Regions from separate parts of the Mus musculus genome. Here region 1 is linked to region 2. Evidence: chromatin contacts called from public HiChIP or PLAC-seq data. All regions are on one chromosome and are shown on one strand. The core of a region is the stretch at or near the end of the contact, and the rest is flanking DNA. Distances in the headings are between cores, read along the strand shown.

Region 1 (4,485 bases), core at 468-2,967, 930 kb before region 2:
ATCCCATTACAGATGGTTGTGAGCCATGGTGTGGTTGCTTGAAATTGAATTCAGGACCTCTGAAAGAGCAGTTAGTGCTCTAAACCACTGAGCCATCTCTCCAGCTCATGAGCTCATATCTTAAAAACTAAGACAACTGTTCAAAGCTTTTTTTATTAGTATAAAAGCCCTATGTTTCCAGTGACCCTTGAGACCTAACCCTATGTGATCATTGTCCTGCCACTGGCCAACTTAATAGTCTTTAGGTATGACAGGTGGGTGGGGTCTTCGTGCCTCCATACTTGCAGATCTTCCTGGAAGTCTGTAACCTTCTCCCACTGTCTATGAGAACTTACTCGTTAGTTATCTTCAGACCCGTCTTTTTGCCATCGCTTCAAAGGGGACTTCTACCATCACTGTGTCCCACAGCTGGGATTTTAGTCTGTATGTTCTTGACCTTAGTGCCCAGAGCAAATCCAGACCAGGTAGAGGTCCTGGCTGACTTCCTAAGTTGAAGACATTTCTCAGTGAATGTGCGTGTGCAAGGCTGGACCTGTCCTTGACCGTGTAGCTCTGATGAAGATTCGGTGCACCAGCACATGGCATTTTCTTTCCTCTTCTAGGCCAAGGCCCAGCAGGGGTGGCTCGTGGTGGGCACAGTGGGCTGCCCAGGTCCTGAGATCTCCCAGTCCTCCAAGGTCCCCATCACTAGCTGCTTAGAGTTCGTCTGGGACCGGCCTACCCTCCTGGTGCTGGGTAGGTAGGGTATACCTGCTTTTATATTTGCTGATGTCATCTGCATGTGGACATCATTTGCATGTGGACATCTGGCTAATACTGTCTCGTGTTCTGCAGGCAGTGAGGGCTCTGGTCTGTCCCAGGAGGTTTTTGCCTCCTGCCAGCTGCTCCTTACTATTCTGCCCAGACGCCACCTGCCTCCTGGTCTTGAGTCCTTGAATGTATCTGTGGCCACAGGTGAGTCTACCCCTCCCCTCCCCTTCCCTCCCCTCCCCTTCCCTCCCCTCCCCTCCCCTCCCCTCCCGTTTTCTGATTGATTTAACCTGAACAAGCTTCCCGCTCTGTGCTTCCCTTGTGTGTGTAAAGCAAGCGTGCCCTGCCTGTGTTGTAACCCTATCCTCTTCTTGCCTTTAGGTATTCTTCTACACTCCATTTGCAGTCAGAAGAAGGGTTTCCCTGTACAGGAGAGAGGACAACTTCTCCAAGACTCCTGAGAACCCTTAGCTACGTCTGAAGGACTCAGAGAGGCCCAGTACCCAGGACTACTACCACTGTGGTCAGAAAAACCGGCCAAATGTGGGCTGACATTGACTGTCTGAGATGTGCGTGTGTAGGAACCGCAATGAGTCACACATCCGTCCTCAGGCTTGGATGTAATGGGCCCTCTACTTGTAAGAGCCTGTTTACTGGCTACAGTCAGGAGAACTTTAGAGACCAAAAGAAGTTTCGTATCCAGTTGGAAATGGTAGTTCGCTAGTTTCCAGGACGGGTTAGGACAGACAGTATCTGTCCTGGATCCCAGTGGAAGTCAGGGGGCTGTTCTTGGCATGCGGAGGAGCAAGGCAGTCCAGCGCAGGGTGTGTGGGATGTGAGGGTGAGTTTGTAGAGGGAAGCTGACTGAACAGATGCATATTCCTGTCTCTTGGGATGATGGGGATAGGACACCAGATCTCATCAGCGAGCCCTGAGCCGCTGAGCTGTCATGCCCAGTCTCTCCATTAGGTGGCAGTCTTGCTCTTTGCACCATGGTTTTGCAGGCCCCTTGCAAGGAGAGCCCTCTGTGGAGGTGGGAGTGGAAGGCTTAGAGATAGGGAAAATAGCCAACAGCTTCTAGACACTGGCCAGTCCAGCCCCGTGGAGGGAACCTGTGATCCCAGGCCCTTGTTGCCTCTTTGAGTCTGAGAGGCTGTGAAATCAGGATTACTTTTGTGGAATCCGACTAGGCTTGCCCCGTCCTCTAGAGTCCCACAAGTGGAGCAGAAGTGATATTGCCAAGTAGTGGTTTCACTCTGGGCTGCATGCTGGAACACCTAATAAGCTTTAAAGGAACAAGGCCAACACAGCAGCTACTGTGTGCTGCTGGGAAGGGCAGGAACACCCTGGGCAGTACCATTTCTTTTTGTTTTTGAGGCAGTTCTGTGTATCTATGGTCTCCTGAAACTTGCTATTTAGCCGAGGATAACCTTGAACTTTTGATCCTCTTACCCCACTATGCCCAATTTATATGTTGCTGAGGATAGATCCCAGAGCTTTGTGCAAGCTGGCATTCACTCTGCCAACAGAGCTACATCTGAGCCCTAGGCTGGATAATTCTCTGTTGTAGGAACCGTCCTGAGCATCGTGAGAGGTATCCACCAGATGGCAAGAAGTCTGCACCCTATCTCTCATTATGAAACCAAAACTGTCTCCACACATGGACGGGTATCTGACCGACAGCCCTGAGGGTGGGATGGGAGGACAGCAACCCTTGAATTGGAATCCTGGATGTTGTAAGAGTTGGGGTGAGTTGCCTCCATGCCTCCTTTATATCCTCGGAAGATGTATGTAGTAGGTGCTCAATAAATAAACACTCCTTTCCTCTGTAATCTCCCTGGAGTTGATTTGTAGGTTCCTAACAGCTATGTACACTTACTACAAAATTTGAATCTGTTTACAGAGGACCTATAGTAGTAACGTGTCTTGTTGCTGTTTGGGAAATGCCTGACAGAAACATCTAAGGGAAGGGTTTGAGTTTGAGGAAATACTGTCAATTCATCATACCAGGGAAGACACAGCAGCAGGATGGGTGTGAGGCAGTGCACCCCATCACGGCAGGAAGTGGGGTGAAGGGTGCTGATGCTCCCTTTTCCCTTTTCATTTAGCCCAGGACTCCAGCCATGGCACAATGCTCCCCACACTCAGGGAGAGTCATCCCTGAGTCCTCCCTGGAACACCCTCACAGCCATGCCCCCAGGTGTGTCTCCCAGGTGATTCCAAACCCAGGCAAACAATAAAGATGAACCGTCACAGGGCCCACAATTGCCTTAAAGCTTTCCACCCAAGAAAGACAGTGAACCCTTTTGTCAGCGCCCTTCTCCGTGTGTCCCCAACTGCCACAGATGCGCCAAGGTCCACCAAGCTCGAGTCCAACAATGTGCTCCCTCACTCAAGAGCCTAGGGCAGGGATTTTTTTCCTTTTGTATTGTTTTCTTATTTTTATTAACTCATATAGAGGTTTTTAACATTGCCTGGCCTTGGAGCCATGGGGTAGGGAAGAGCTCTTAAAGCCCAGGGTCACTAGATCAATTAAATAGTGTCCTGGGACTGGAGAGATGGCTCAGTGGTTAGAGCAGTGGCTGCTCTTCCTGAGGTCCTGAGTTCATTCCCAGCACCCACGTGGTGCCTCACAACCATCTTGTAATGGGATCAGATGCCCTCTTCTGGTGTGCAAATGTACATGCAGGCAAAACACCATATACACAAATAAGTAAACCTTTAAAAATAAATAGATGTCTCCAGGGAAGGAGCCTGGTAACATTCTTGCCTTTCTTTCTTCTTTCTCTCACTCTAGAGTGTGTGTGCGCGTGTGAGTGCATGTTCATGAACGTGTGCATGCGACACACAGGTGGAGGTCAAAGGACAACTTGCTGGAGTCAGTTCTTTTCTTTTACCATGTGGGTTCAGGGGATTGAACTCAGGTCGCCAGGCCTCAGGACAAGTGCTTTTACCCACTGAGTCACCCGACCTGCCCCACTTTTTCTCTTTTGGAGGTCCTGGAGATTGAACCCAGGGTCACACTCTTACTAGGTAAACTTGACCACTCACCTATATTGTCAACCCTCTTTATTTTTTTGGAAACAGGGTCCCTGGCTGGTCTTGAATTTATCCTCTATCCCAAGCAGGCTTTGGACATGCAATCCCCCTGCCTCAGGTTCCTGAAGACCTAGGATTATCAGCCTAAGCCACCAGACCCGATGCATATTTCTTCTTGTTTGTTTTCTTTCAAGATTACTTTTTATTATGTGTGTGTCTGTGTGGCTCTGCGAGTCTATGCCTTCAGAGTCCAGAAGAGGGTGAGCCAGCGACAGGTGGTTGTAAGATGCTGGCCATGGGTGGTAGGAACCAACTCAGGTGCTCTGCAAACCATACAGTACATGGAAGCAGCTCTTAAGCCCCTCCTTTTCCTTTCTTTTGTAAATATTTTAATTTTGCCAGGCATGATATACCTGCCTTTAATCCCTGCACTCCAGAGGCAGAGGTGGGCAGATCTCTTTCAAGGCCAAATCAAGTTCCAGGACAGCCAGGGCTACACCTGTTTCAAACAAACAAATAAACACAGTTTTAATTAAAAAAAAAAAAGATGTATTTATTTGTCTCTATGTAAGTATATTGTCCCTGTATTCAAACATACCAGAAGAGGGCATTGGATCCCATTACAGATGGTTGTGATCCACTATGTAATTGCTGGGAATTGAACTCAGGACGTCTGGAAGAGTGGTCAGTGCTCTT
Region 2 (4,356 bases), core at 455-2,954:
GGGTCCAACCCACACAGTGTACAGACACATATGTAGGCAGAATATGCATTCACATAAAATAAAAATAATAGTTAAAAAACACAATAGAAAAAAAACCAAAAGAAACTATAAAGGCAGCGCGCACATATTGCTGTCAGGGAAGAAGGGGCTCTCAGGGGGTTGGGGAGACCACAGAGGACTGAGAAATGTTTCCTACTTGGTTGCCCCATCTGGTTTGTTTACAAAGACTCCCATGAAGGAGGCCAGCTCAGGTCTCCTGAAACTGGAGTTGTCCAGACCAGGGTTCCCCTCAAGACCTACACGTTGTTTTTCTTCCAAGGAACTGGAGACTTGGTCACCTGTGACTCACCTCTCCTGTGTTGCCTACACAGCTCACACGTCAAGGTCTAAAATGGCAAATCCTCCCTCCACCATCCAGCCCCCACCAGCCACGGTCACAGGTGGGGGTCAGACACCTTCCGGGAATGTGTGCAGTTCCGCCTTCGGCGTGGAAGTCAGGAACCCTCAGCTCCTCCCTCCCATGAAACAGAGCATGACCCAGAGAAGAAAGTTTTCCATTTCCTACCCTCACGGTTGGTGTCGTAATCTTCTTGTTGTCTCAAAAGCCCTCTCCCATGCCCTTGTGTTGCCAAAGCCATGAATTGGAGTCTAGGATGGAGGTGGGAGGGGCTAAAGAGGGGTTCAGAGAGACTCGGGGTGACAGGAATCACAATGTCCTATATACATGTGTGAAACTGTCAAAGGACAAATTTGATAAAAGTTAGCTCTCTCTCTGTGTGTGTTTGTGAGAGAGAGAGAGAGAGAGAGAGAGAGACTCAGAACTTTGAACACTCAGATGAGCCTTACTGAGTAGGATAAGGGTTCATCTGGTTGTGGGGCTGTGGTTAGAGGCACAGAAAACTTCAGCAAAAATTGTCATTGACACTGAAGGGACACCACAGCCATTCATGAAATAGTCACTGTACTGGGTGCTTCGTATATGCTATCACACTTCCCCAACAACCCTATTGAGGCTACTCCCATTTTATAGATGAGGAAAGAGAATCAAATAATAATTTGCCCGAGGCTGTACCACTCTGAGGTGCCAGAGCTGAGATTTGAGAGTTGGTAACTGAGCCTTTGAAGTCACTGTTTCTTACTCCAGCCACCACCCCACCCAGCGCACCTGCCCTTAGGTCCTCCCTCCCAGTTCAGAAGTCCCATCTCCTGCCATCCTCTACATCCTGACGCTGTCCTCATCAGGACCAAGGGAGTCAGGAAAGGAGTCGGGGGATTGTTTCAGAGTGAGGTGCTTTCTGGGTTAAAAAAAAAAAAAGGTCTGGTTTTGGAGGCCTTGGAACGGGAAGGATGAATGAACATTTTATCAACACAAATGTCATTGGCAGCCCCAAAACAAACAGCGTCCCACCCGGCTTGCTCCTTTATGAGGCATTCAATCAATAAAATGGGAGCAGGGCTCTGTCAGATTTATTGGCTGGGTTCAAACTGAACACCTCTTCTACCCGCCAAAGGCTGGGTCACCAGCCTACCTTTTGGTTCCTGCTCTGGACAGCCCCCATTTTCCCCGGTGGGGCTACAATGGTTCATTGTTTAAGGCAGGCCTTGTGAGAAGTTGTGTTTGTCTTGCCTCTTATCTTATCAGCTCCAGTGGCCCAGGAGTACTCACCATTTTACTGTCAGGTGAGAGGAGACTGTGGCCTGGGTCCAGGCTGGCTGGGGAGACTTGCTGTAAAACCGACTGGCTGGTCACCATGGCACTGTTACCATGGTGACTGATTGTCGAAGAGGAAGTGACCTCATTGTTTCCCGGCTGGTTGTAGCGCACTCCTGAAAAACAACATGAACCCAATAGGAAAATTAGTGTCACCAGGGCTCCTCGACACTGACTCAGTGCCTCCTGTTTTCAATGGTGGGTGACAAGAAAACAACATTGTTTTCTCCTCCATGTCCACTTGAAAGAACGATCAGCCATCTTCCCTGGGGTGAGGGTGGCGTGGTCTCTACTTTAATTGTAGAATATAAGATTATATATAAATATCATATACAAATCTGTTTTGCCTTTTTGGTTGGGAGCCTTAACCTGTACTAGCTAAGTCACCTCTCCGGCCCCGTGTAAGAGACTTTGGTCTATTTTGGTTTGTTCTTTGTTGTATTGCCAGGGTTTTGGCACTTGATAGTCATTCAGCCAACTTCTATTGAAGGACGGAGGGACGGAAAGGATGGATGGGAAGCAGGAGAAAGAGTTGAACCTTCTGAAGGCATGGGTCTCTCTGAAGGCAGAGGCAGACCAACCCACAAGGGTGAGGCAGATTTCCAATCAGGATAAGGAAGAATTTTCTAGCAAGAAGGGGCAATGGACAGACTTTGGGATTTATAAATGAACAGGGTCCAAGTCCTTCCTTGACTCTGCACCTCTGCCTTCTCCCATGAAACAGAGAGAGTACTGCCTCTCTGGGGCTTCAAGGATTGGAGGCAACCTCTCTCCAGCTCCCAGCATTATGCCAAATACCCCAGGACTGTGAGTGAAGATGCTCGGCAGGGTGAGCTGGTAGTAGGGTAGACCTCAACACATGGATATGAAGATTCTCAAATTCTAGGACTCCCAAAGTCAGACTCTTAACACGGATGGAATGTTCTGGGAGAGAGCAATTTCTAGAAGCTCCTGCTCTGGCAGACTGAGTGCTGCATTGCCCAGGAAGAAGCCCAGGCCTGGCTGCCGCCCTGCTGCTCTTTCCTTTGGAAGTATCTGGACTTCACTCTGATTTCACCTGCATGTTTTGACTCCCCGACCAGCTATTTACCTTCCCAAGATACCCTGCTCCCGAGAGAGCAGTGATAACACTGGGAGTCAGGTGTGTGCTCACCTCCCAGCCTGTCCTCACCATCGATTCGGTCTCAAGTCAAACAGTCTCTGGACTTAGCCTATTTAATTTGGCTGAAGGAAAAGAACCAGCCCTCTGATGATCAAATATAGGTCACAGGGAGGCTTCTCCCCTACCACAGGCTACACAATTATTTATTTTAAAATAATTAACTAAGGATACCCATGGGAAACAAAAGCCTTCCCAAGGTGGTATGGTAAGAGTCCAGAGTCTCTCCTAAGAAGCTAGGCGGCAGAACCCATTTGTTGTGTCCTAGCATTTGTACCAAGCACAGATGGGTCTCAGAAACTTCTCCTTTATGATTTCTGGCTGGGAGCTGGAGGATCCCTGTTTTGATCACAGTTTTGCATTCTAGTACTGGGTGAGTTCCAGTTTCCTTATGTAGAAGCTGAAGGATGTCATGCTATGGCAAGGGGATTTATCAGTGCAGTGTGGAGGGAACTAGGCATAAGGCTTGTCAGCTCTAGGTCCACTTGCATCCTTGCCCACTGATGCTTCTCTCATAGAAGTAACAGGCACTGGAGTGATCTTCTAGGAGTAGGGATGGACAGATATTATGAGATTGTCCAAGGCCACACACCGGGAAGAGATGCTCTTATTAGAGAAAAGAGAGCCCAAGTCTTCATATATTTCACAAATTCAGAAGAACACTTGAAGTGGTAAGGACGAGGAAAACAGAACGTGTAGTCTCTGGAGCTAGGTGACCAGGGCTTAAATCCTGGCTCCACCACACCATAGCCATGCAAGCTTGAAGAAGTTATTAGCCTCCCTTGGGCTTCAGTTTCCTTATTGTTAACAATGTCCACCCTTAGGTCACAATGAATTAGTGGATGTACAAATACGCAGGGTGTTTGCTTTTCAATGGACATATATCAGCTGCGCCAAGTCCCCCCACCCCAGACTATCTTCATCCAAACATTTGGAAACTTCATTAAGAAGTGAATGCTCTTTCTTTCTTCAATCGCCATTCCTAGCTCTGGTCCTGGAGGTAGGTGATAAGGCCCCTGGGTTGACCTTGATTTACTGATGATACCAGGTTATCTGTCACCAAAGACCTATGGAAGAAATGGCTGTAATAAATCATGGCCATAAGCCCTCCACTCACTACTTGGCTCAAGTCAGTATTTGGTCATGCTCCTATCATGGACCCCGTGAGCCACAAAAAGACATTCAAATACAATCCAGAGACCTCCCCAAGGTGCTGGACGCTGCTGTTCTCTGGGTATTGTGGACCTTGGGTTATTACTGAATTCCCAGCAACGCATGAAACAGAGTGATTTCCACTCAGCAAGATTAACCAGAAGTATCCAAAGAACATAGGGAATGTATGGTTCCGAGAGACAGCAACCCTGGCCTTGCCTTCCTATGCCAGTACCGTGTCGAGGGGACTCTTCACTAAGCTGTGCCCTGGGATTTCTGTGTGTATGTGTACCATCCCATGTGTATGTTTCTTTTCTGAGAAGATCTCTCACTA

The links. HiChIP or PLAC-seq counts read pairs in DNA pulled down with a chosen protein or histone mark.
Region 1: a FOXA1 HiChIP or PLAC-seq map of pancreatic cancer cells shows a contact between it and region 2. The contact joins two enhancer-like sites. A contact is called at or near these places in 2 of 39 promoter capture datasets (cranial neural crest and hippocampal neurons) and 1 of 115 datasets of contacts at active chromatin or transcription factors (pancreatic cancer cells).

What each region holds. Positions count from the first base shown.
Region 1 is chr11:84,811,158-84,815,642 of GRCm38.p6, reverse strand. It overlaps Mrm1 (mitochondrial rRNA methyltransferase 1), which reads left to right. Exons shown (of 5, transcript NM_145433.1): 3 at 603-735; 4 at 835-954; 5 at 1,132-2,582. The coding sequence ends at 1,211. Among named protein-coding and RNA genes, the nearest start is that of Mrm1, 6.1 kb to the left of the region's middle. Within about 2 kb of position 1,717, at least 58 of the 459 cell types and tissues checked have an H3K27ac peak or open chromatin away from gene starts, as enhancers often do. A contact at or near this core is called in pancreatic cancer cells, where this site is marked.
Region 2 is chr11:83,880,124-83,884,479 of GRCm38.p6, reverse strand. It overlaps Hnf1b (HNF1 homeobox B), which reads right to left. Exons shown (of 9, transcript NM_009330.3): 5 at 1,667-1,827. Gm51869 (a long non-coding RNA gene) reads left to right here. Exons shown (of 3, transcript XR_003949580.1): 2 at 372-572; 3 at 1,643-1,726. Among named protein-coding and RNA genes, the nearest start is that of Gm51869, 10 kb to the left of the region's middle. Within about 2 kb of position 1,704, at least 51 of the 459 cell types and tissues checked have an H3K27ac peak or open chromatin away from gene starts, as enhancers often do. A contact at or near this core is called in pancreatic cancer cells, where this site is marked.